Regions from separate parts of the Zea mays genome. Here all the other regions are linked to region 2. Evidence: chromatin contacts called from public Hi-C data. All regions are on one chromosome and are shown on one strand. Each heading gives the region's core, a stretch centred on a gene start, on an enhancer-like site or on the middle of the called end of the contact. The rest is flanking DNA. Distances are from core to core; before and after follow the strand shown. Region 1 holds the start of LOC100285060 (60S ribosomal protein L29-like). Region 2 holds the start of LOC541969 (R2R3 Myb transcription factor MYB-IF35). Region 3 holds the start of LOC100283719.

Region 1 (3,306 bases), core at 245-2,744, 300 kb after region 2:
ACAACTTATGTTCGTCGGCCTGGTGACCGACGAAAATACAACTTATTTTCGTCGGCCTCGGGGCCCACGAAAATATCGTTCCTATTTTCGTGGGCAGGCCGACGAAAATATGTACTAGCCCACGAAAATAAGCGCAATTTTCGTCGGTCCCGAGGGCCGACGAAAATAACTATGTATTTTCGTGGGCCGACCGACGAAAATAGCCAGGCCCACGAAAATTTATGCGTTTCCTGTAGTGCTTGTAGTATGTTTAAAAGACCGGTATTAGACTGGCCGGAAGGTCATCACGATATTTGTCATTGTGATGCCCATACTATAGTATAATTAAGAGAGATGAACTTTGGTCTAGCTCTCATCACGGTATTTGTCATTGCGGTTTCTCTGGCGTGTTAGCGCGCCGGGGTGAGGAGTGGCAACGACGGGCACGAGCAGGTGTTGGGCGAGGGTGCGGGCGCAGGCAGGAGCGCACGTGCATGCGTGCGGGGGCTGGCGGGGCGGGGGCACTGTGGATGTCTTCTTTAGAGCAACTACAAAAAAACGTGTAAACTAACCCAAAACAGATATTAGTCAAGAATAGTAGTTTTTCTTACTCCAACAGCTCCCTCATCCCCAAAAAAATTCGCGTCCCACATCCACAGTCTCCTCTTCCTCATATTTTGGTGTGTTTCGTCCCTCCCTAATCCAATCCTCAACGTATCGGATCATCCATAACCTCCCGACAACTGTACAGATTGCGTCACATGTCACATTTAGAGGAACTGTTGGAGTACCTATCATGATTCACTCTTAAAATTTTTTAGCCTACTCTTAATAATCAGTTTTTGGGGTAAAATTTTTAACATCCTTTTGGAGTTGCTCTTAGGTTCTTAATAGGAGTATTATAGATTTAAAGGTGAGATAGTTGTGTAGCTGTTGATTCTTTAGGTTCTTAATAGGAGTAGTATAGATTTAGGGTTTGTTCGGTTAGCTCTCAATCCATGTGGATTGAGTGAGATTGGGTGAGTTTAAATTCCAAACAAGTCAAACTTATTCTTAATTTTTTCCAATCACATTCAATACATGGGTAACAGGATTAACCGAACAAGGCCTTAAAGGTGAGATAGTTGGGTAGCTGTTGGGGCTCAAAATTGGTACTCCATTTTTTTCAAACACCCCTTCCAGTCTTTCGTTCCTATGTTTTATCATTGTATTTATATCTCTTTCCCGTATTTTCTTCCGTTGTTTTTGTTTTCTTTCATTGCAAACAGCCACTGACGTTTTCACGTTTCCGGTCCAACCTTCATAAACAGAAACCTATTGCAGAAGTCCATCGGGCCTTCCTCGTAGTCTAAAGGCCCATAATTATAAACCCGAGCAAGCCACGCAACTGCTTTGCGATTCGTGCAAACCCCTCTCATCTCACGCTCAAAATTGGGCAACGCACCGAGGTCAACCAGGTAATTTAGCACATGCCCTATCTCCCTTACATAATCCTGCCCCCTCGCCAGTCGCGAAAACCCTAGCCGCCGCCAGACCATTCGTTTCTCGCGAGCCATCGCTTCGGTAATTCTCAGGCACCCCGCTCGATCTCATCCTAATCGGTGTGATTTTCGTCTTCACCGTCAACCCACCCCTCCACTTACTCTGATTCGCACTTTGTTGGCAGGCATCCGGAAGAAATGGCCAAGTCGAAGAACCACACGGCGCACAACCAGTCGTTCAAGGCGCACAAGAACGGCATTAAGAAACCCAAGCGCCACCGCCAGACCTCCACCAAGGGGGTAAGATAATTTGCTCCTGACGTTCCTCACCCGTCGTCCCATTCGATTGATTGTGCAGCTGCGTCACTGGCGGTCATTGGTTCATGCGAGAATCATGTAACCGCCGACTTCAATTGTTGTTACGGTTAGGTGAAATCCATCTAGGTTGAATCATGTAGCTGCCGACTTTAATGGTTGTTCGGGATAGGTGAAATCCATCCAGGTTGTGAAGTTGGTTCCTGGATGCTAATTTGTTTTCGGCATCGTCCGTTCTATTGCCGTGTTACGGTGCTAGTAGTGGCTCATGCTCGCGGCACTAGCTAAAGCTGTTAGTCGTTCCTAGGATGAAAGATGTCTAAGCCCTTTGCGACGTCTCTTAGCGTGGTAATGTGAAGTCCTCTGATGTTCTAAGCCAACGGTAATCAGATATTAAAAGGATTTGGTGCATAGTTTTTTTTATATCCAAGCCCACTTAAGTTCTATCTAACCCATTGATTCGAAGGGTTATCATTACTTTGCTATAATTTGTTTCTACTTGTCTTTTGAAAACATATTTAGTTCCCGTTTGCTTCTATGGTGTGTATGAATTCTTGCAGCTAGTATTTTTCTTGTCTTTAAATAATCTCAATATGCTTTTGGTCCAGTTGACCAGTCTAGTATTTTACTAGTCTCCCTTGGAGACAACTCCGAAGTTGTATTTGATTTTCATCTCCAGAGTTCTCCTGATGAGGTTGAGGTTGTTGCTATGATGAGGCATAACACCTTTTGAGAGCAGATTATTGCTCTATGAACTTGGGAAATGTTCAGATTTCCTCCTGAGCGGTTACCTGAGCAACTGCACAACCTTGATTCCTGTTGCGTTTCATTTAGGATCCTATTTGTATTGAGATGAAACACAACTGTTACTGTTGCCAAATTTTCATCTCCACAGCATCTTGAGATGCATATTGTTTCTTGCTCTTAAACTGACCTTTTGCTTTGACCATGTTTGCAGATGGACCCCAAGTTCCTGAGGAACCTGAGGTATTCTAGGAAGGGCAACAAAAAGAGTGGTGAGGCTGAAGCTGAGGAGTAGGAAGGAAAGCATGGCTTTGTTTCCTCTGTTTTTAGCTCAGTTCCACCTTTAGGACCTGGGGTTTTGCTAAAGATGGAACTTAAGTTGGTGTTACTGTATGATGGCAAGGACCTTTTGCTGCCGAAGGTTATGTTTTGAAGTTCATGCTACCTTTTAAATTACGGATTACCTTGTGCTATGTTCATTATTTTTGCCTTTGGCAGCGAAATTTGGATTTCTAGACTGCGTCTGTTTTTAGACAAGTTGCGTTGCAGGGTAACCTTTTTGAGATGTGGCTTAATGTTTTATATTGTGGGGATTGAGTGCAATTGAAGTTAGGTTTGTACAGTTTCGCACTTCTACGGCTGCTACTTAACTGCTAGAGAAACAGTTACCTGATGGTTGAGTGGATACTGGATAGACTGACGCCACTGTTGAAGGTGTGTGGGCATGGAACACAGACTTTAGAAGAGTGGAGCCTAACTGTTAAAAGTTGCGAGCTCTAAACAATGC
Region 2 (3,640 bases), core at 879-3,378:
CGTAGCACTTCGGTTCTTGGGGGCCGATGTCTGTCTACCGACAAGTGGTGTGCGTGTCATGTGACGAGCACGATATAGATACACGTAGAGTAGGGGTACGATAGTCCCACGTGAGAAACGAGAGAGGTTCCAGGCGTCCAAATAACACGTAGCGCGTCCGACTTTGGGATCGCGGACCCGCCCCTACATATATATATTGTCCAAATAATGCCGGGGTGACCAGGATACCGAATATCCCAGTACGTGCAGTGCAGTCCATATCGTGTGGGTGTGGCCTAGCTCTTCGCTGGACAAGGAATATTCCCCTTTCTTTTTCTCTCCCTAACTCCGGCATCTTTTTTCTATCGCGTGTCTGAGTAAAAAATATATATTCAAACCACGTGTTAAGCGAGCCGGACCGCGTGGCAAACGACTGCCCTGCCCTACATGCCTTGCCAGCGGCCTGCAGCAGAGCTAAATTTAGGGGGGTCCTGATTCATTCATTTTGCAACTCGGTAAAATTTGTTTAGACGTCTGAATTTAGGTTCTTTTTATGTCTATATCTCAAATTAAAAAAAAACAGAGCTAAAACGAGTAGGGGTACTAATAATGACAGAACGAAGGATTATTAAAGTTGCAGATTTAGGACTAGTTTGCCAACACCATTTTTCCATGAAATTTCCAATTTTTCAAAAAAAATGAACTAATTTATCTTGGAAAAACGAAAAACCCTTAGAAAATAGTGTTTTGGGAACACTATTTTTCTAAGGGATTCCTATTTTTATAAGAGAAAATGAATAATTTTCCTTAAAAAAATAAAAATCTCATGGGAAAACGAGGTTTCTAAACTAGCCCTTAGGATTGTTTTTAATCCGCCAATGGGAATGACCAACGATTGAGGCGCGGAGGAAAGAGAAACCGAAGAAATAATTCCCTGCGCTGCGGCTGCCCTCTTCTTTTCCATGGCGATGGCGGCACATTCTACGTGCGCGCACGAGGCCAACGAGGGCGGACGTAGAAAAGTACCGTGCACTCACTCGCCCCATGACAAAAAGTGGCCATTGACAAAGGTGACCGTCCAGTGTGCAGGGTTTTTGCTTGCTCGACCATCCTGTCCATGAAAGCACACGGGGGGGCGGCTTCCTCCTCTTCCGTCTCCGTCTAGAAAGAAATGTGTCTTGACCACGTTTCTACCTAGCCGGCCGGCAAGACGGCGGGTGCACCACGACACTAACTGGACATCCTGGAATGGCATTGCTAAAACCGCGACCTTTTCCGCACCTCTTCTAGTCTCTAAAACTACATTTCAACCATCTATATTTTTTTTGATGGAACAAAGATAGCATACTAGTCAAACAGGCTCTATCTGAATGAACAATTGAAGGGAGGGGGAGGGGCATCTACGCGCGGCCTGGTTTTGGCAACTCCGTGTTCCTCTGCCATTTGATTTTGGTTCCTTCTCTTTCAGTGGAAGGGGGGAACAGAGCTTCTTGGCACATGCCCTCCCGTTCTCACTTTGCACCAGATGGAGAGAGAGAGAGAAAAAAAAAAATATCAAGTAAATTGGACCTAGATTCGCCACTGTCGGTCGGTGGCATAATAAAGCGCACAGGGTTTTTCGTCCCCCTACTACGTACCGTGCAAGAACTCTGAACCCTGAAGCGGCCCAGAGCATGGATGGAGTTGATTAAGCGCAGGAATTAATCAAAGAGAAAAGATGGACTGTGGACACGGCCCAAGCAGCTCGAGGTTGAAGGAATCGAATGCCAGATAGTAGATAGATAGATAGGCATGGACAGGTACCTGTTGCCAAGCGTGGCGTGGAGCTTGATGATCATGTCCTCCTCCTCCTCCGAGATGTTCCCCCTCTTGAGACCCGCCCGCAGGTAGTTGATCCACCGCAGCCTGCAGCTCTTCCCGCACCGCAGCAGCCCTGCCAGCAAAACCAGCCTCAGCCCCCCTATTGCCAACACACAGAGCTAGCTAATATAACAAACTCGCCACTTCGATCCGTACCGGCATTCTTGGGCAGTGACCTCCACGATCCTTCCCCGTGCTCCTTGATGTACCTCGCCAGGACCTCGTCCTCCTCCTTGGTCCACCTCCCCTTCTTCAGCCCCACCTTCTCGCAGCACGGCGCCCTCCCCATCCGCTTCTCGCTGCTTGGGAGAGGAGATCGAGCGAGGAGGAGACAGGAGGAAGGGGAAGAGACCACCGCTGCAAGCTCTGCCACTGCGAGGAATGCGGTGCGGAGTGGGATGGCTGGCTGGCTGGCTGGATCTGAAAAGTGAAAAGGGCGAGAAGGGATTGCTCGGGGCTCTGCTGCTGGTGTCGTCCGTGCCGTGCATATACTACCTTTTACACACATTATATACATACACATGGCACACCAGGAAAGGTGCGTGGGACGTTTCACCGGGGGCACGTAACAACAAAAAGTCGTGGGCGCGGCTCGTCTGCGCAGAGAATTCATGGCCCTGGGCCTGACACGTGGAATGTCACAGAAGACCGGGGGGGGGGGGGGGGGGGGGGGCACCCCGTCGTTACGTGCACCCCCGGAGGTCCACGAGAGACACGCTCGTAATTGGAGGGGTTTTCGTCGCCCTAGGCCCTAGCGGTTTGTCTACAAGTAAGAATATTCGGTTTGTTTGAAGCTAAGAACATCGGAAGGGATCGGAGTGAGCTAAAATTATCTTTCTATTTAAAACTAAATAGTATAAACATTTTAGCTCTTTCAATTCTCGTCGGTATCCTCGCTCTCAATGTCTACCTGTAGTAGTTTCCAACTTCACCTAGGAAACACGAGTAATCAAATAAAACTGTAAGCTTTTTTGTTATTTTTTTTAATGCATACACGATACGATGCGTCTTCTCATGTCTTGTTCAGTATGGCAAAAAGGGTAAAAGCGAAGGCCTCAAACAAAAGGGCAGAGAAACCACATGCCCCTATACGTGTGACACAAGATCCTAGCCCTTCTTGTGCGTAGGTGCATGTGCAACTTGTGTCACATTCCGGACACTAGCTAATCAATCAGTTAGCTAGGCTGTACCAGCAGCAGAGCTTGGATTTACCGAATTACAAATCTCCTACTCACTCCAGTCACTTGCATGCTTGCTCCCCTTTCGCTTTTTTTCCCCTTCTCTTTTGCTCCGGAAAGCCGGACAGCTTTTTCACGTGCCCAGAAACAGAATATGTGCGGCCTTTTGATGCCTCGTTTTTACGATTTGGGGTGATTGCTGGCTGGGCCCGGACGGAGTGCAGTTTTCCCCACGTGCTTTCTCTGATTCTGCAAACCCATGCATGCACGCAGAGAGGGCAGAGGCAGTCTACATGTGCGGATGTGCGTCCCCCCATGCATGATGGCCTTGTGGCATCTTTCAGTGACCAACAGCAGCACAAAATCTTGTTTGTTTGGTTATATATATAGTTTGTATATTTGGAGCCATGTGCTTACAATAACTAGAGGAAGCACTGACTCGATCAACGGTGTCATCCAGTTCAGTCGCATCAGGTTCGGACGACTATAAAAACACCTCTAGGCTGCCAGTGATTAGATTTTAGCAATGGCGGCGGCGGCGATTTCCTCGGACGTGCGAGCAGCAGCGATCCCGGTGGCCAGCGGCGGTGGCGCCCTGAGGCGGGTGACCGGTGGCGACGCTC
Region 3 (3,383 bases), core at 181-2,680, 360 kb after region 2:
TAGAATATTGTGAACCAAGTTAGTGAATGATTCAAAGCATGAAATATAGGAACATAACATACTAGTGGTATCAGAAATGATTTCAACACATCCTACATATGCTAGTTGCCAATCTCAACGGTAAAAAACTTTTATATATTGAAGTGAGGGTTGAGAGAAGAATGAGGAGGTGGTATAGACATCTGAAGTGAGGGTTGTGTGAATGAGCTCAAGCACTTCTCCATTCTGAAATTGCTACGGACCATGATAGCAATACGATGAGCGATACGGACTGGTCAATATGGATCGATCGTGACTCCAAAGCGGTCAGTGGGTACTGATCCTGCCGGCTGGTCGACGACCTCATAGACTGCGCCTGTGCCGCTCAACGCTAGCACACCATTGGCGGGTGTGATGCCCGACCGATAGGTTTGACACGTGTACGGAACATTGACACCAGTCTTATGTATGGGGATGCTGGAATGGTTGTCTTAACATACCATAGATGAATGAGGAAGGCTCACGTCACCACTTAAAATTTGGCACGTAGAAAAAAGAAAGTGCTCGCCATTTGATTACTCCCCTTTGGCATGCATGCCGTCGAATTAGGAAAATAGGTGGGCCATTAATCATAGGTCATCTTTGACGGTGTTAGCTAGACGAGCGTCGCTACACGTATGACTCTAGTGTTAAACTTAGGTACAAATAAGGCAACGTGTTTGACTCATGCTTCTTTAGTTCAGAACGAGAAGTAACAACAATTGTAGGTTAAGGTTGGTCTAATCCAGTTATACGGGTGGTGGATCGTACGTGAACCACTTTCGGTCATTCAACATTTGTGTTTCCGGTTGTAGAAGATGTTTTAATAGTTTGAGATCTCCTTGAACATTTCATCAAACTACTGGATTTATTTATTTATTTTTTGTGTCTTCAGTTACGGTAACCTTTTCGCTCTCCACCCACCCACACACCCACCCACTACCATACGCCGCCACTGACGCATCATAACGATCGAGTGTCTCTTCCATAACCTTTTCCGGTGGCCATCCTTAACAACCTCACCTCACTTGTGGCTGCATCTCACATGGTTGTCAAAATCTCGATTTTATAGTTGGATTTTGCGTCCTTACTATTCAGAATTAGCGGGTTTGATTCTTCGCTTCTGTTTTTTTTTTCTTCCACTGTCTTCTATAATTCGGACCGTATTCGACTTGGAATCCACGATTTTTCGATAACCTTTAGATCTGGATGCCTAATTTCTTATTAAGAAAATACCACACGCTGCAAAGAGAAAAAAAGGCTTTATAAAGTCGGAGTAGCCCACTACCGTTCGCATCAAGGAACGAAGTCTGACTGACTGACACAGGGGAAAGTAGCACTTGAGTACTGCTGCCTATATACACACACACGCGTATGGGGAAAAAAATCGACGCAGAAGCGGGCGCAGAGGCAGACGCATGCATGATGCATCGAGCCCCCCCAGCTCGCAGTCGCACCGGAGGAATGCTAACTGGAGAGCCACGCCTGCCGCGGAGGACCGGGACTAACTACGAGCTGCCGCGGCCGTTCCTGGTGCAGGTGGGACCCACCTCGCTTCCTTTCCTCCTTCCAGATTATTTAAAGCCATTTCCGTTGCGTCCAGGTCCAGGGTAGAGAGAGAGAGAGGGGATGGTGTGAGGGAGGGAAGGGAGCAAAGGCAAAGCAGCCAACGACCAGAGAGACACGGAGGCTCAGAGAGAGAGAGCGAGGAAGAAGAAGAGAAGAAGAAGATGGAGCAAGAGGAAGCGTGCTCCTCCTCGCTGCGGCAGTGCAGGATTTGCCACGACGAGGAGGACGAGCGGCGCTCCGCCATGGAGTCGCCCTGCGCCTGCTCCGGCTCCCTCAAGGTATGTGTCCTCCTCTATCCTCTATGCGGGCGGCTACAGCAGCATGCGGCGCATGACCTGATGATGCTCTGCGCGCGCTCCGCCTGCTGCGTGTCTCGTGAACTCGCTGCACCGGCCAAGCCATCTGAACGACGACGTGTCTGTTGTTCCTCCCCTCGCGCCTGCAGTACGCTCACAGGGGATGCGTGCAGAGGTGGTGCGACGAGAAGGGAAGCGCCGTCTGCGAGATTTGCCTCCAGGTTTGTTTTCGTCGCGCCCGAGTCGATCGCGCCCAGCAGCAATTTTCAGATTCCTTCGCCTGTTATTCACCCGCCGTCGTCGCTCACTGTTTTATCCACGCAACTTCTCCGCTTGTGTTGGACGGGGGAAATTTTGATCCGGGTGATGAAGGTTAAGCAATTTGCCCCCCCCCCCCCCCCCCCCCCCCCCCGTGCAAGTCTCCCCTGCTGATCACAGCGTGCAAAGTGCTTTTGTTTATTTATTTATTTATTGCAGCAAAGTATTGTACCTTTCTCAGAGTCCAAGTATTGTGAAGCTTCGCCTTTTGTCTAACAGCCGTGCTTTTTTTTACTGACAGAACTTTGAGCCAGGCTACACCGTTCCTCCCAAGAAAACCCAACCTGCTGATGTCGCGGTGACCATCAGGTGCCTCCTTCTCTATCTCTCTCTGGTAACTGTGCGCATTAAGGCTATCTATCAGGGCGAATGCTGTGCTTAATTGTAGGTGGTCACTGGTCAGCTGTAGTTGTTCCATAATATAGTAACTGTCATCAGAACATCCACTTCGCCCATTTCATTCATTCATCCATTCCTTCGTTCATTTTTGTTTGGCATCAACCTCATCTCATCTGAACCGAGCGCGGTTGCTGGCCAACCCATCTTTATCTCCCATTCCATCGATTGATTAAACGGAATCTGCCAGCGCGACGGGCACTTTAGGCGACCAAGACCAACCACCCGCTCTTGATAGCTCGTCGTCGCATCCGCATACTACCCACCAGCAAAATTCCAAGACGCGTCCCAGGCGGCGGCCCCCCTCGTTCTCATCCGCTGACGCAGCACAGCATGCGCTCTCACCCAAGCCCCTGATCCGGTCGCCACCATCTCCAGACCAAGCAAGAGACCAAAGCGCTCTGATCGAACAGTGGTGCTGGTGGCCTGGCGCACATTCCATTCTGGCAGTGGCAGTGGCAGGGCAGCTGTCTATGTCTATCGCAGCATGTTGTTCTTCGGGATTCCCGAGGCGGTCGGGGGTGGGAGCCCCTGTGTTTGTGTGTGTGTGGCGTGGCTGCCAGGTGGGTCCGGCCCAGCTGTTTCCGTTAGCCAGGCCAACCACCGGGTCCCAACTCCCAATCATTCTTTCGCCCCGCATGAGATGATGATGCCCTCGCACTGTTGCTGCACCTCTTCTGCTGTAGTGGACTACAAATGCAAGCCGTGCCCTGCACTGCACTCACTCCTCCCTGCTGTCCTGCACCCGTTGGCACAGGAGTCAAGCCCGTCCGTTCTTGTTCATCG

What was found. Hi-C and Micro-C count contacts between places; a contact is called where the count stands out from the background.
Region 1: a contact with region 2 is called in a Hi-C map of ear, with 2.7 times the contacts expected there. The contact joins the promoter of LOC100285060 here to the promoter of LOC541969 in region 2. A contact is called at or near these places in 3 of 25 Hi-C or Micro-C datasets (ear, leaf and tassel).
Region 3: a Hi-C map of ear shows a contact between it and region 2, with 2.8 times the contacts expected there. The contact joins the promoter of LOC100283719 here to the promoter of LOC541969 in region 2. A contact is called at or near these places in 8 of 25 Hi-C or Micro-C datasets (bundle sheath, ear, endosperm and 3 more).

The regions. Positions count from the first base shown.
Region 1 is chr3:54,660,094-54,663,399 of Zm-B73-REFERENCE-NAM-5.0, reverse strand. It overlaps LOC100285060 (60S ribosomal protein L29-like), which reads left to right and starts at 1,494. Exons shown (of 3, transcript NM_001370693.1): 1 at 1,494-1,542; 2 at 1,646-1,760; 3 at 2,734-3,084. The coding sequence starts at 1,659. The coding sequence ends at 2,814. It overlaps LOC111591242 (small nucleolar RNA snoR128), which reads left to right and starts at 2,480; the gene lies at 2,480-2,574.
Region 2 is chr3:54,960,121-54,963,760 of Zm-B73-REFERENCE-NAM-5.0, reverse strand. It overlaps LOC541969 (R2R3 Myb transcription factor MYB-IF35), which reads right to left and starts at 2,128. Exons shown (of 3, transcript NM_001111622.1): 1 at 1,996-2,128; 2 at 1,783-1,912. The coding sequence starts at 2,128.
Region 3 is chr3:54,602,675-54,606,057 of Zm-B73-REFERENCE-NAM-5.0, reverse strand. LOC100283719 reads left to right here and starts at 1,430. Exons shown (of 8, transcript NM_001371961.1): 1 at 1,430-1,557; 2 at 1,622-1,865; 3 at 2,033-2,104; 4 at 2,443-2,510. The coding sequence starts at 1,749.